3 separate regions of the Mus musculus genome follow, and regions 2 and 3 are each linked to region 1. Evidence: chromatin contacts called from public Hi-C and HiChIP or PLAC-seq data. All regions are on one chromosome and are shown on one strand. Each heading gives the region's core, a stretch centred on a gene start, on an enhancer-like site or on the middle of the called end of the contact. The rest is flanking DNA. Distances are from core to core; before and after follow the strand shown. Region 1 overlaps Ubash3a (ubiquitin associated and SH3 domain containing, A). Region 2 has its middle 18 kb from the start of Abcg1. Region 3 overlaps Abcg1 (ATP binding cassette subfamily G member 1).

Evidence for each region. A called contact is a pair of places that touch in the nucleus more often than the background predicts. HiChIP or PLAC-seq counts read pairs in DNA pulled down with a chosen protein or histone mark.
Region 2: a BATF HiChIP or PLAC-seq map of CD8 T cells shows a contact between it and region 1, with 6 read pairs. The contact joins two enhancer-like sites. A contact is called at or near these places in 4 of 39 promoter capture datasets (the HPC-7 cell line, HPC-7-derived erythroid cells, embryonic stem cells and 1 more), 1 of 484 Hi-C or Micro-C datasets (olfactory sensory neurons), 3 of 115 datasets of contacts at active chromatin or transcription factors (CD8 T cells, embryonic stem cells and regulatory T cell precursor) and 4 of 9 other capture datasets (adipose tissue, embryonic stem cells, liver and 1 more).
Region 3: a contact with region 1 is called in a Hi-C map of CD4 T cells, with 2.1 times the contacts expected there. The contact joins two enhancer-like sites. A contact is called at or near these places in 2 of 484 Hi-C or Micro-C datasets (both in CD4 T cells), 3 of 115 datasets of contacts at active chromatin or transcription factors (the HPC-7 cell line, bone marrow-derived macrophages and effector CD8 T cells) and 2 of 9 other capture datasets (adipose tissue and liver).

Annotation. Positions count from the first base shown.
Region 1 is chr17:31,221,776-31,225,751 of GRCm38.p6, forward strand. The region is part of intron 6 of Ubash3a (ubiquitin associated and SH3 domain containing, A); the gene reads left to right. Among named protein-coding and RNA genes, the nearest start is that of Ubash3a, 16 kb to the left of the region's middle. Within about 2 kb of position 2,231, at least 95 of the 459 cell types and tissues checked have an H3K27ac peak or open chromatin away from gene starts, as enhancers often do. A contact at or near this core is called in CD8 T cells, the HPC-7 cell line, bone marrow-derived macrophages and 1 more, where this site is marked.
Region 2 is chr17:31,037,397-31,041,372 of GRCm38.p6, forward strand. No RefSeq gene overlaps it. Among named protein-coding and RNA genes, the nearest start is that of Abcg1, 18 kb to the right of the region's middle. Within about 2 kb of position 2,330, at least 139 of the 459 cell types and tissues checked have an H3K27ac peak or open chromatin away from gene starts, as enhancers often do. A contact at or near this core is called in CD8 T cells, the HPC-7 cell line and regulatory T cell precursor, where this site is marked.
Region 3 is chr17:31,072,208-31,076,183 of GRCm38.p6, forward strand. All of the region lies in intron 2 of Abcg1 (ATP binding cassette subfamily G member 1), which reads left to right. Among named protein-coding and RNA genes, the nearest start is that of Abcg1, 17 kb to the left of the region's middle. Within about 2 kb of position 1,799, at least 248 of the 459 cell types and tissues checked have an H3K27ac peak or open chromatin away from gene starts, as enhancers often do. A contact at or near this core is called in the HPC-7 cell line and bone marrow-derived macrophages, where this site is marked.

The sequences.
Region 1 (3,976 bases), core at 981-3,480:
AGCTAACCATGGATTCTTATATGCACTTATGAATCTGTCATGTATATATACTAACTTAAAATAGCTTTTAAACTGCATGGATTCGGCCAGCTCCGCAGCGGGGCTATCCCGCATCATTTTAGCTTCACGTGCTAATTCATAAAACCTGAGGAGCACACCTGCAAACGCAGGAAAGAAAACTCAGCCGGATTCCAGGGCTTTCATATCAGGTGTCCCCTCGTGACCCGCTAACTCACAACAAGGGCCTGTACAGAGAGCTACACACACCCTCCTGTGAAAGCTGAGCCCCCAGCCTGGGAGGTGAAGGGCTGAACAACGTCACAAAATCAAGGAAGCTTTGGTTTCCTGCAGAATCTACATGGTCAGTTAGCCGCTCTAAAAAAAAAAAAAAAAAAAAACAAAAAAAAAAAAAACAAAAAAACAAAAACAAGCAGAAGAACATAGGGCAGGGCTGGCATCAAACTCCAGGAGGCTGGGGAGGAGGGGCTATTAGGCCCTGTCCTCCTTGTCTCCCACCAAGGGCAGAAGACCTCACTGTGACAGAGAAGCCATCAGCCAAGGGACGAGCCTGGACTCTGCGGCTACTGCAAAGCTTCTGCACTAAACTCTGTCTAGCAACGGTTCTACTTCCTGCAGTATGTCACCTGCACCTGGACAAGTGCCCCTCCTTGTGACCCTGACCTTCCTGGGAGACCAGTTTCTCTCAGGAACCATTGTACATTCGTAAAAGTTGCAAGAAAAAGGAAGTTCTGGATGAATGCTGGGGTGTATGTGATGAGCTTCCACTTCCCCGACCCCAATCTGACACCCCATCCCCCACCCCACACACACACACCAGGATAACTACAAGCACTGTCCCCCAACCCCAGGCTAACTGTGGTGTGACATAGGCTGGGAACTGGCAGTAGGCTGTCTATGGCCTTTAAAGCTGCTAAATATTCTTCTAAACATTTAAGGAGGTTTTAAATTGGGGCATAGTGGCACCCAGACTTAATTCCAGTACTTAGGAGACAGAGGCAGGCGGACCTCCATGAGATCCAAGGTGGCCAGTGCTACACAATGACACTGTCTTAAGGGAAGTCCTGGCAAATCTGAATGTGTCATGAAAGCGTTAAACAGTGGGGAATGTAGACTGACACCTATGTGCATAGAGAGTTGGCCTGTGGCCAGACTATACGTTGTATATACATTCCATATATAACTCCCAAGGGCACAGGACTCACACAGGGTACGCTTGATACAAACAGCAAGAAGCACCCAGGGAGAGATCTGCATACCACATGGGAAGAGGCCCCTTCCTACTCAGAGGAACCTCCCCAGCCCTGAAGGTGGCTGGCACTGGAACACATTGTACTTCACAGACAACCCCCACCAGCACCAGTGTAAACTCTCTAGCAGGTGGCTGCAAGATTCTAAGGACCCTGTGGTCCCAATCCAACACCACCCACTTGTTACTTGGAAACCACATATTACTGGAAGATAGCTGTGGGGGACAGACCACCGCTACCTCAGTTTCAGCCATCTTCACAGAACAAGTATACAGCCCGGCTGCAGATCAGAAAGGCCGGGGCTGAGAATCAGAGCCCAACAGAAGCTGAAGCTGTCTTCCAACCACATGAAGACCTCCCACCACAGAGCTAATCAAATCCCACAAATCGAGCTGTCAGGTTGAGGCTTCCACACAGCAAGGGCGGGCCGTTGCTGGATGAACTGTGTCCCTCCAAACACTCATATGCTGGAGCCCTGATGAACATTTATATTAGAGAAAGACCTTTCAATTGAGGGGTCCCTTATCCAATCTTACTTTGATCAGAGTTCACTAAGGATACAGGGGAAGACACTAGCTTCTCACCAGGCCTAGGACAGAGTCCCCAAGATGAATCACAAGTTCCTCCTGTATTGCCTTGATCTTGGACCTCCTACACTCCGGGACAGAGAGACAATGAAACCTGTTCTGTCATTGAAGCTGTGTGACAGTAAGCCCAGGGCAGACACTAACACAGCGACTTTGTCTTTAAATGCCACACACTGAGGTGAATCCCCTTCTAGGAACAGAGGTGAATAGAAACTTCATCCACTTCTATGGCATCAGTTAACTGCTAAGTGACACACCTAAGTCCAAGAGGAAAAAAAAAAAAAAACCCGACAAAATGTCACGTGCTTCCCTCTGTCCCTTCGCCACCCATGTGCTCGCCAACCTCTTGCTTGCATTTTTAGTTGAATGACTAGCAGACAAACTCAACTTCCTCTCTGACTGTAAAGTTCACAGATGTCACTCGGAGATAACAATGGTTTTACTGTCTGGGCAGTGGGCCCCACGTTACACATGTACCCCTGCTTTGCCCTCAGGAAGACGAGAGCAGCCTACACTTCCTGTGTGAGGGTGCTTTAGCTCCATCTGCTCTGCATGACAGGTCATTGAAAGCTGCTCTCAGTGGCTGCAGTGTATGTCACAGTTCAGCTCCAGGATCCACTGACACCCGCACTCTATCCCACTGGCATCTGTAGCTTAAGAACGCATGAAGTCCACGTCTTATTGGTGTGTGCCTTTAATGGCCAAGCCATCTCTCCAGCCCAGGTCCACATGGAGGAGCCCATAAGAGGTTATGAATTGAAACAAGACACGTCACAATGACAGGGACAGAGAGCCATAACTTATGGGTAATCTAAAAATACTTGAGACCAGAGAAATGGCTCTGCAATTAAAAGCGCTGACTGTTCTTTTAGAGGACCCCAGTTCAATTCCCAGCACCCACAGTGTGGCTCACAACCATCTGGAAGTCCAGTCCCAAGGGATCTGATGCCTTCTTCTGGCTTCAATGGCTATCAGCCAGAACCACAATGCACAGACATACATGTAGACAAAGCTCCCATATATGTAAAATAAAACATTTAAACACATGAACTGTATCAAAACGCCACAAAGGTCACAGATGGCCCAGAGCGTGGTCACAGGTGTCAGGCAGACAGCTGCTGCCGAGAGACTCAGGGCAAGTGAGGCCGAGTGGCTCTAGACAGTCTCGGGCTGGGATGGTGGGGAACTGTTCCCTGCCAGAAAGGGGCTGAGTAAATAAAAACGCACCTCATGGGTGGTTGAGGAGAGTGAGTCAGAGAGAGCTGTCAACTTCAGAGTCACTTCCGGTTTTACGATACTTCAGACAAAATCCTGATGGGATCATTGCTTTGAATGCCACTGAGTAAATGAGGTATTTACCTAGAAGAGACATCAGGAGAGAAAAGTTGGGAAGACATCGGGGCCAAAGTAATGAGAGGAGGGATCAACACGTAGCTCAATGAATGGAGGGCTCGCCCAGTGCATACAAGGCCCTGAGTTTGATCTACAGAGTCCTCTAAACCTGGAATCCCACACTCTTTGCCTACATAGCTTAAGGCCTACCTGGGATACCTCAGATCCTGTCTCAAAAAAAATTTTTTAAGAAGATATTAATGGAGCTGAAGAGATGGCTCAGTGGTTAAGAGCACTGACTGCTCTTTCAGAGGTCCTGAGTTCAATTCCCAGCAACCACATGGTGGCTCACAACCATCTGTAATGGGATCCGATGTCCTCTTCTGTTGTGTCTGAAAACAGCTACAGTGTATGTGTGTGTGTGTATGTATATGTATGTATATATATATATATATACATACATACACATACATATACATACACACATATATATACATAAAATAAATCAATCTTTAAAAAAAGAAGAAGATACTTACTAATGGTATAATATATCAAAAATTAAAATAGGGTTTTGGGTCAGAGGCTATAAGGCAGTATAAGGTAACAAAGAGATTTATCTGGCATCCTGGGAAATGCATGTCTGAGAACCCCACAGAAGCTGGGGGAGAAGGGTGAATGACATCCATGGTAATTTGTTCCCCATACACTTGTTTACCCAAGTCAGTGCCTGGCAGAGACAAGAAATAAACAGAAAGAACGTGTCTTTAGACAAACATGCCTCCGGCTTCG
Region 2 (3,976 bases), core at 1,080-3,579, 180 kb before region 1:
TGTCCCGGGGAGTGTCAGCCTGACAGCTTGGTGTCTGGGATTGGGGCTCAGGGGGTGTAGAGGAAGGCATTGTGTGGCGAGAGATGTCAAGATGCTAGCATTCAGCTAGGAGTGAGCCCCGGGGCAGTTTAGTGTCTGGGTCTGGTTTGTGCCGCTGTAATAGAATACCCAACACTGGATAAACTTTAAATACAGAGCCGTATTATTTTACTGTTGGAGAGGCCAAAACCGAAGTGCAGGATTCAGGAAGCACCTGAGTTTCAAGTGGTGAGGGGGAGGGAAGGGATCAGACCCACGTTTTCATCAGACATCCACTCCCACATCTAGAAGGGGGAGCGTGAACCTTCTATATGTCTCACCTGTCATATCCTAACACATGGACTCTGGGGGATGAATTCAAACCAAAGCACAGGGCATGAGTTTGCCCTGGTAACACTAGCCCAGAAAGTCTTTCAGGACAGTAAGCACCGCCAGGCCTACCTCAGGCCGCCTCAACCCAGCCCTCACTGACTCTGTTTCAGAGCTACGTTCTAGACAGGCAGCCATTTCCCCATATACTCCCTCCCTCTCCGAGCACAGCTATCTGATAGCCCAAGCAGCCTCTCTCATCTTCCTCGACTTGAGATCAGAAACGGAGTACTGAAGTGGAGAGCATTTGTACGGATTCAGACTAAGGGCTGTGCCACCTGGGGACCGAGGGACTCTGGGTTCCTGTCTAGGATCAGGGGTTCCTCACACAGTCTCACCTGCATAGCCTGCATTCGTATATATGGAATTGACTGCAGTGACCACAATCCTTAATGGATTCCTTCCTTTATATAGTGTATATAGAGTATACACTATAGTTCTGTTCATTAAATCCTTACTGATTGAAGCTAGCCTGATCTACACTTAGAGTTCCCGGGCCAACCAGGGCTACATAATGAGACCCTATATCAACAAAACAAAATAAAACAAAAACAAAAAAAACCCTAAGCCATACCAAGGTGAATTCAGATCAGTTTTGTTTTTGTTTTTTAAATAAAGAACATTTCACTCTCTATGTAACTGGGTGTGTTGGTGAGCTTCGTTGTGGACAGGCCAATTCAAGGAAGTGGTAGTTGGCACACTCCCAGCTCTGTCCTACACGGGCTCCCAAACTGGCTATGGGAGAGGGCTGGCACCCCCTGACTCAGAGTCACAGGTCAATGACCTCAGTGTGGTGGGTGGCGGCAGCTACCATCTGGGTTCCTGGTATTTGGGAACAGCTCCGAGAACTCATGCCCAGAGAGAGGAAGGCACTGCAAACAGCAATACTAAGTGGGTGAGAGGCAACTTGGCTATGGGTGACAGCTTCTGCCCCTTTCCCAGCAGAGAGTATATGGCTTGGAGAACAGAGCTAATAGCTGAAGACTTAGTGTTAGCATTTTGTCTAAGCTCTGCCCCACAGTTACCTGGCAACGGCCAGGTGTGCCTGACTCATAAAAGGGTCTGCTTGCCCGCCCCCCTTTTCTCTGCCTCTACTACCCTCTCAACTCCCCTACCCGTGCCCTGCATAAACTCTATTCTGTACTATACCTTCATGTGGCTGGTCCCTCAGGGGGAAGGAATGCCTCAGCATGGGCCCATAGAGGCACCCCTACCCCCACACCTGACTGCACATTCACCAGACATATTTCTTCCCTCCTTTATCTTTTTACAAAACACAATACTTAGGAACAATGATGACATCTTATATGAAAAGGCTGAATAAGACGGGTGCAAAGGGTGTTTCAGTGAGAATGGAGTTTGAAAAAAAAAAAAACAAAGACGAAACTCAATGCCCATCCTAGAAGCGCAAATGTACATCTGGACTAAGGTGGTCCAGATATCCTTCACAGCCAACTTACACAGCAGAACACAAGACACACAAGCCTAAGATGACCCCAAGCCAAAAAATTATTTCACCTCGACTTCATAACTATAATTTGCTACTGTTATGAATCACATTGTAAATATCTGATACACAAACCCTAGGGAAGGGTCTTTTGACACCCTCCCAAAGGGGTCGAGACCCACAGATCGTATTAAGAACTGCCTGCTGCTGGGCAGTAGTGGCACACACCTTTAATCCCAGCACTTGGGAGGCAGAGGCAGGCAGATTTCTGAGTTCGAGGCCAGCCTGGTCTACAAAGTGAGTTCCAGGACAGCCAGGGCTATACAGAGAAACCCTGTCTCAGAAAAAAACAAAACAAAACAAAACAAAACAGAACTTCCTGCCGTGTTTAAGATACACGGTCCAGTCTAGGTGACAATGTGACAACAGAGCACAGGTGGATTTTATCCTGTGGCTCTGAAGATGTGAACTGGGTTTTGATTGCCTCAGAACTGCCCTGAAGTAACCTCAGCCCTTCCTGCTGGTGCAGAGACAGCCCCATTAGGCAATTCCCTCTCAACACGTGACTGCATAGGGCCTCAATTTAAAACCGTTCTCTGAGAAACAGAAAGCAGAAGCTGAGTACTTGGGGATGGTTTGGGGTTTGTTTTGCATGTCTGCAGTGCAAAGCGAAATCCTGTCCCACCTAAATGGGAGGGGCTCCTTCCCCTGGTCACTTGCAGGGTCTTAGAATGGATCGCAGGATGCTTTGCAGCAGTACAGTTTCGTGAGAAGTGTCTATGCCTAAGGCCACATGAATTTGCTTTAAAAGAAATTAAATGTGTGGCATTGCTAGTTAGATACAGTCAAGGAAAGTGTAAGTTCATGTTAGGCAGCAAAGAATCATGGGAATTTTAACTTCTATGGACTTTATTTAGTCAACAAATACAGTGAGAGATGGCCAAGAGAAAAGCAAGGACAGACTTCAGTGGCCCGGTGAGGACAAACTGAAGAAAATCAGGATAAAGGTGGCCCCTGAGAACTTGGTCTGTGGGGTGAGGACCTTGTACTTAGAGTGGTATGCATGGATCTAATCAAGTTAGACATCTAGGGGTCCCTGCTATGGGGATGTTGGCATATGTCCTGAAAGGTCCCAGAAACAGGTCCAGTTCTCTTGCAGAGAAATTGTCTGGGATAGCAATTACACCCAGTATCCTCAACAGCCTGTAGTCGGTTAAGGACCGTTCCAACCAGTGTCCCCTGGGACCATGGCCTTCTTAGCTGTTGACCTTTGTGGCTTTCAGTCCTGACCCGGAGCCCACCTCTTCTGGTCCTGGCTAGCCCGGTACTTGCCTTTCCCTATCTTCCAACAGCTCCCCCACCCTATCCTAACAACCACACACCATGTGATGTCTCCTCTCCCCAGGCTGGGTGTGAGCCTCCCTCACCGTCCTGTGACTTCCCAGATGTTACATTTCTCTTTATTTCTGAGACAGTTTAGGTTCATACTGAAGGTTTAAGAAAGAGCAGAAAAAAAAAAAAAAAAAAAAAAAAACCAGCCGTATAGCTTTTGCCCGAGTTTCTTCAACAGAGACTTCTTGCACAGTAGTGATCTAATGTCACAACCACAACATTGTCCTTGGCAACAGCCTAGAGACAAAACACATCACCTTGAAAGAATTCCTCCTATTAGCCTTTTCTGGTCACATCCTCTCCCCCTCTACCTCCATCTCTTTCTTAAGCCCAGTCTCTAAGATGTCCCATCTGTGCAACACTTTCGCTTCAAGAAAGTTACAGCCTATACCATGGGATTCACTTTTTGTAGGTGAATACTCTACAGATTGGTTCAGCCTAGGTTTTGTTTCCCGAGTTCTTGCTACAGAGTCCCTAGGTAAACCAGAACCTAAGGTCACTCTGAGCAACACCTGGGCTGATTTCAATGTCTGGTTCTAACAAACCTGCTATAAGTATAGGTGTCCAGGGCTTTGTGCACACAGGCCTTTCCAGGCCTCCGTGGTGCAGTTACTGAGTTAGCTGGGAATCATTTGAACTTATAAAGAGACAGCCAGGCTTTCCCAGAGTGGCTACCCTGTTCACATCTCCAGCTAAGCCTGCACAGTGGGGTTTTCGCATCCTCACACC
Region 3 (3,976 bases), core at 549-3,048, 150 kb before region 1:
GTTGGGGGCCAACCATCTGCACTATCCCTTCCCACAAGTCAGTCTGTTTGATTACCACAGTCACTAGGAACCGAGACTCCCAGGACAGCACGAGTGTGCTCACACACACACAAGATCCGTTCTTAGAAAATGCCTCTGAGCTAAGAAAATCAGTGTTTGGATAAGTTTCCTGAGTTGGTCCAGCTCCTGCTTCTGGAACTCTGTGGAACAAGCGATCTTAGTCTCGAAGTGGGCCCACGAACCGCACAGAATAAGAGACTGACCAGGGACAAACAGCAATCCAGTTTATCAGGGTGAGCAGCCTTTATAGGTGACTGGGCTGCTAGAGAGATGAGGGCCCAGGTTTGCTTGGAGATTGCATGACACGGTGACACTTGTGGGTCACAGGGCAGAGGCAGGCGTACCTTCCAGAAGGTTCTCTGCTACTGGTAAGGGTAGAGTCCAGTCGAGAAGCAGCATGAATCTTCTGCTCTGTATCTGTCATGTGGCAACTGGTGGCTTGGCCTAGAAGCCCCTGGGCCAGGCATCCCAGCATGGATTGTGGGAGGTCTCAGTCTTATGCCTCTTCTCCCACTTTGGAGGGAGTCATGCTTATTTTCAATTACAAATAGCTAATGTTTGCTGTTTCCTTTCCCACATTGTCTCATTACCCCAGGGCTTCAATTCTCTGCCTCCAAATGTTTCAGGAGGCCTAGACCAGCGGGCGGGCGGTGTTAAGTTCTTGCTCAGGAGACAGACACTGTGGGTACCACACAAAGACCTTTTTGCCTACTGTCAGTGGAGGTGGGGAGGGAGGCAGGTTTGACCTCTACCTGGAGTCCAGAACTGTGTACTGCCTGCTGGGCACATTAAGACCTATGCTCATTCTCCAAGATGGAGTAACACACACACACACACACACACACACACAGAGAACACATAAATATGAATGAGAGAATAGTTCATTCCAGCCAACTGTCATCTACATGGCCTGGTATTGAAGGCTCTGGCCAAGTTACAGCCCCATAACGGGTTTTTATTAATTAGAGCATCCCTCCCCTCCTTCTGTGGTTCTGTGAGCATCCTACAGGCTGCTGGGACACACCGGCTCCATTGCTCACAAGTAACCCTGGCTGCTGGCTCGGTAGAGGCTGCCTGCAGGAGTTCTTAGGAATTCTCAGTGACTGGAAGGGGATGCAGCAAGGAGCGGCCTCCTCCAGTGTGCAGGTGCGGGCGGGGCAGGTGTGCGCCGTTGCGCAGGCGCAATGTGTACCTGTCTGTCACTGCCGCCCGCGCCGGGGTTACTATCGGTCAATGCTCGCTAGTAACCTCCAGCTGGCGGCAGCGGGGAGCTGCGCGATTGGCCGCGCGCGCCGGGCACTGTTGCTAAGAGGATGTTGCTGCTCTAGGGGGCTCAAGAGGTCCCGATGCTGCACCTTCCTATAAAGAGCAAAGCCCCGGGTCACATTCTCCGCTCCAGGTCCAAAAGGCACCCAGAATTGAGAGCTTCTCCAACAGGAAGACTCTGAAGCAGATGAAGCAGGACATATTACTGGATGAATATATTGATGCACATGGTTGTTTCCTATTTAAGCTTAATTGAGGAATGTGGCTGAGTGGGAGTAACATAGCAGATACCAGAATGCCGAAGCCTTCTCCGTGTGCTAGCTATGACCTTGAAGTTTTGATAGGACTTGTGTGTTTGTGTGTGTGTGTGCTAATCGAGTGCGGGTGGGTGGGTGGGTGGTGCTTCTATACTGCTGTTTAAAGTCAAAGAGCTCATAGCCCTAGGTCACACCCTTTTCCAAGAAACACTGCTGGTCTGTGACTCCTTGGAAATGATCTTATTTGCTTCCTGTTCAGATCTTCGGAAGACATAAGAGGCAGACCTTCTCTCTATGACCAGTTCTAGAAAAAGACCAGGCCGGGTTCCCAAACCCTGGAATTTTTCCTTTAAGACTGGGTCTGTGGATCCACTAAGCCAGCTGGAATCCGGAGGGCTTTCCTGCCCCAACTGAGTCACTTCATCCTGGGGACCGCTGAGATTGCACAATAATAGCTGAACTCCAGGAGAGCATTTTGTAGCATCTCTGGCTAAGTCTGTGAGCTCACAGATGTAAGAAAAGCTCGTTTTCTCTCATTTAGGTAACTGGAAGGCCCAGGACAGGACGGAACAGGAGGTGTCCTGTCATGCCCTCCCTGGGGACCAGGGCCTTCTTGAGACGCTGGCCTGATGACTCCTTTGAGCTTAATTTAGGCACTCTGTGAAGTGCTAAGCACTATCATACATATGGTCTGCTCAACCTTTGGGGCTCCTGCCCAATGCAAGGAGACCCCTTGGGGCTGGTAACTTCTCTGGCTTGCAGGGTTTTTTTTTTTTGTTTGTTTGTTTGTTTTGTTTTCTTTTTATTCCTGCTTGATTCTCCACCTCATTTTGTGATTGTAGAGTTAACACTTTTTTGCAAGAGAGACGATAGAAGCAAGCTAGAGATGGGTGGTGGGAAGTAACAGTGACACCTGACACTAAGAAACCTCTTCTGTTTCCTGGGGGGTTTGTGGGGGCAGTGGGCAGAAACCTCTGTCAAAAGAAGGAAGTGTGCATTTGTGATTACCACCGGTCCCTTTTGTGGAAGTGTCCTCAGCTCCATCTTGTGAGGGCCGGATGGAGATGTTGGTGCTTGGAGCCTCGAGCTACACAGGATTCTGAGTAGTCTGAGGAGCTTCCTGGAGAGACTAGTACTGGCCATCTGACTTTAATAATAGTCTGCAAGACATTGGAATTTCCCCAGGAATCTCAGCCTGGGAGAAGGAAAAAGCCAAGGAGGAACTTGTCCCCCAGGACTGGAGGTCACAGGCTCTGACAACTTGTTAGACCTCCTTGCAGAGGAGCCCAGAGCCCAGACAATAAAGGGTCTTGATGGGCAGACATTTGACTGTGACTACTTAGTTAATAGATACCCTTCCCTCTACTTAAACTTGAGCCTCATGTCAGCACCCCAAAGGTGGACTTGGGGGCTCTCTGGAACTCTGTTTGTCCTTTCCGATGTGGCTACATAGAGTAAGGCTCTCTTTTCAACCTTTCACTATTATTTTGTCTCTTTAATCAGCATATTAGGGGCAGGTGGCTGAGCATGGCTTGTAAGGACCACCAGGAAGGAGTGTCTGTCCCTAACAACTTCAGTACTGTGTTTCCCAGAGATTCGCCACTGCCTTTCTTTCTAAGACTTACACTTGTGTCTTCCTGGTGATGAATATCAGAATGGAATCAACCTTCATTTCAGAGTCATTGATAAACATGTCTCACTTAGCACTTGGTCCTGCCCTGTATGGGACAGGTCATAGCTGTGTCATCCCCAAGAGGCCCTCTGAGAACTCTCAGGTCACTGGGTGATGAGTTTTGCATCTTGGAGACTATTTATATTGAAGCATCGGCATTTGTGAGTGGCTGGGTGGAAATTTCCACCATTGAAACAGAGCTGGGTAAGCAACATTACACTTCAGAATCTGCCTCCTGAGAGAGGTTAATGTAGGTCATCTTGGGAGGATGTGAGACTATCAGGCCCTGTATTTCTGGCTTGTTGCTGGATCTTCATGGTCGAACACGAGAAAGCGGTACCCACTGCTCTAACTGGCAGCCACAATGGGGACAGCAGCTCTTTGGGCAGAGCAGCAGCCGTGGCACCTGAGGCCAGGTCCTGTGTGAACATCATTCTTGGGTTTGTGAATGTTTACAGTAAATTCTGTAATCTTTTCTCAAAGGGAGGGGGATAAAATAAATTAAACTACACCCTGAAGATAGTTTCAGTTTCGCTTCTCTGACTCTTAACAATGGTTCCAAGTCTGGACACCATTTAAGACCATTCCAGTAAAGGAAGAGGCCAAAGGAAGGATTGAGAGGTTGTGATTGTAGGTGTAAAACTCGCTTCTCAACTTGCCAGCAGGGCACTGCATGAGTCTTTACCTTCCCTATAAAATAAAGCGTCAGTACAGCAATAAA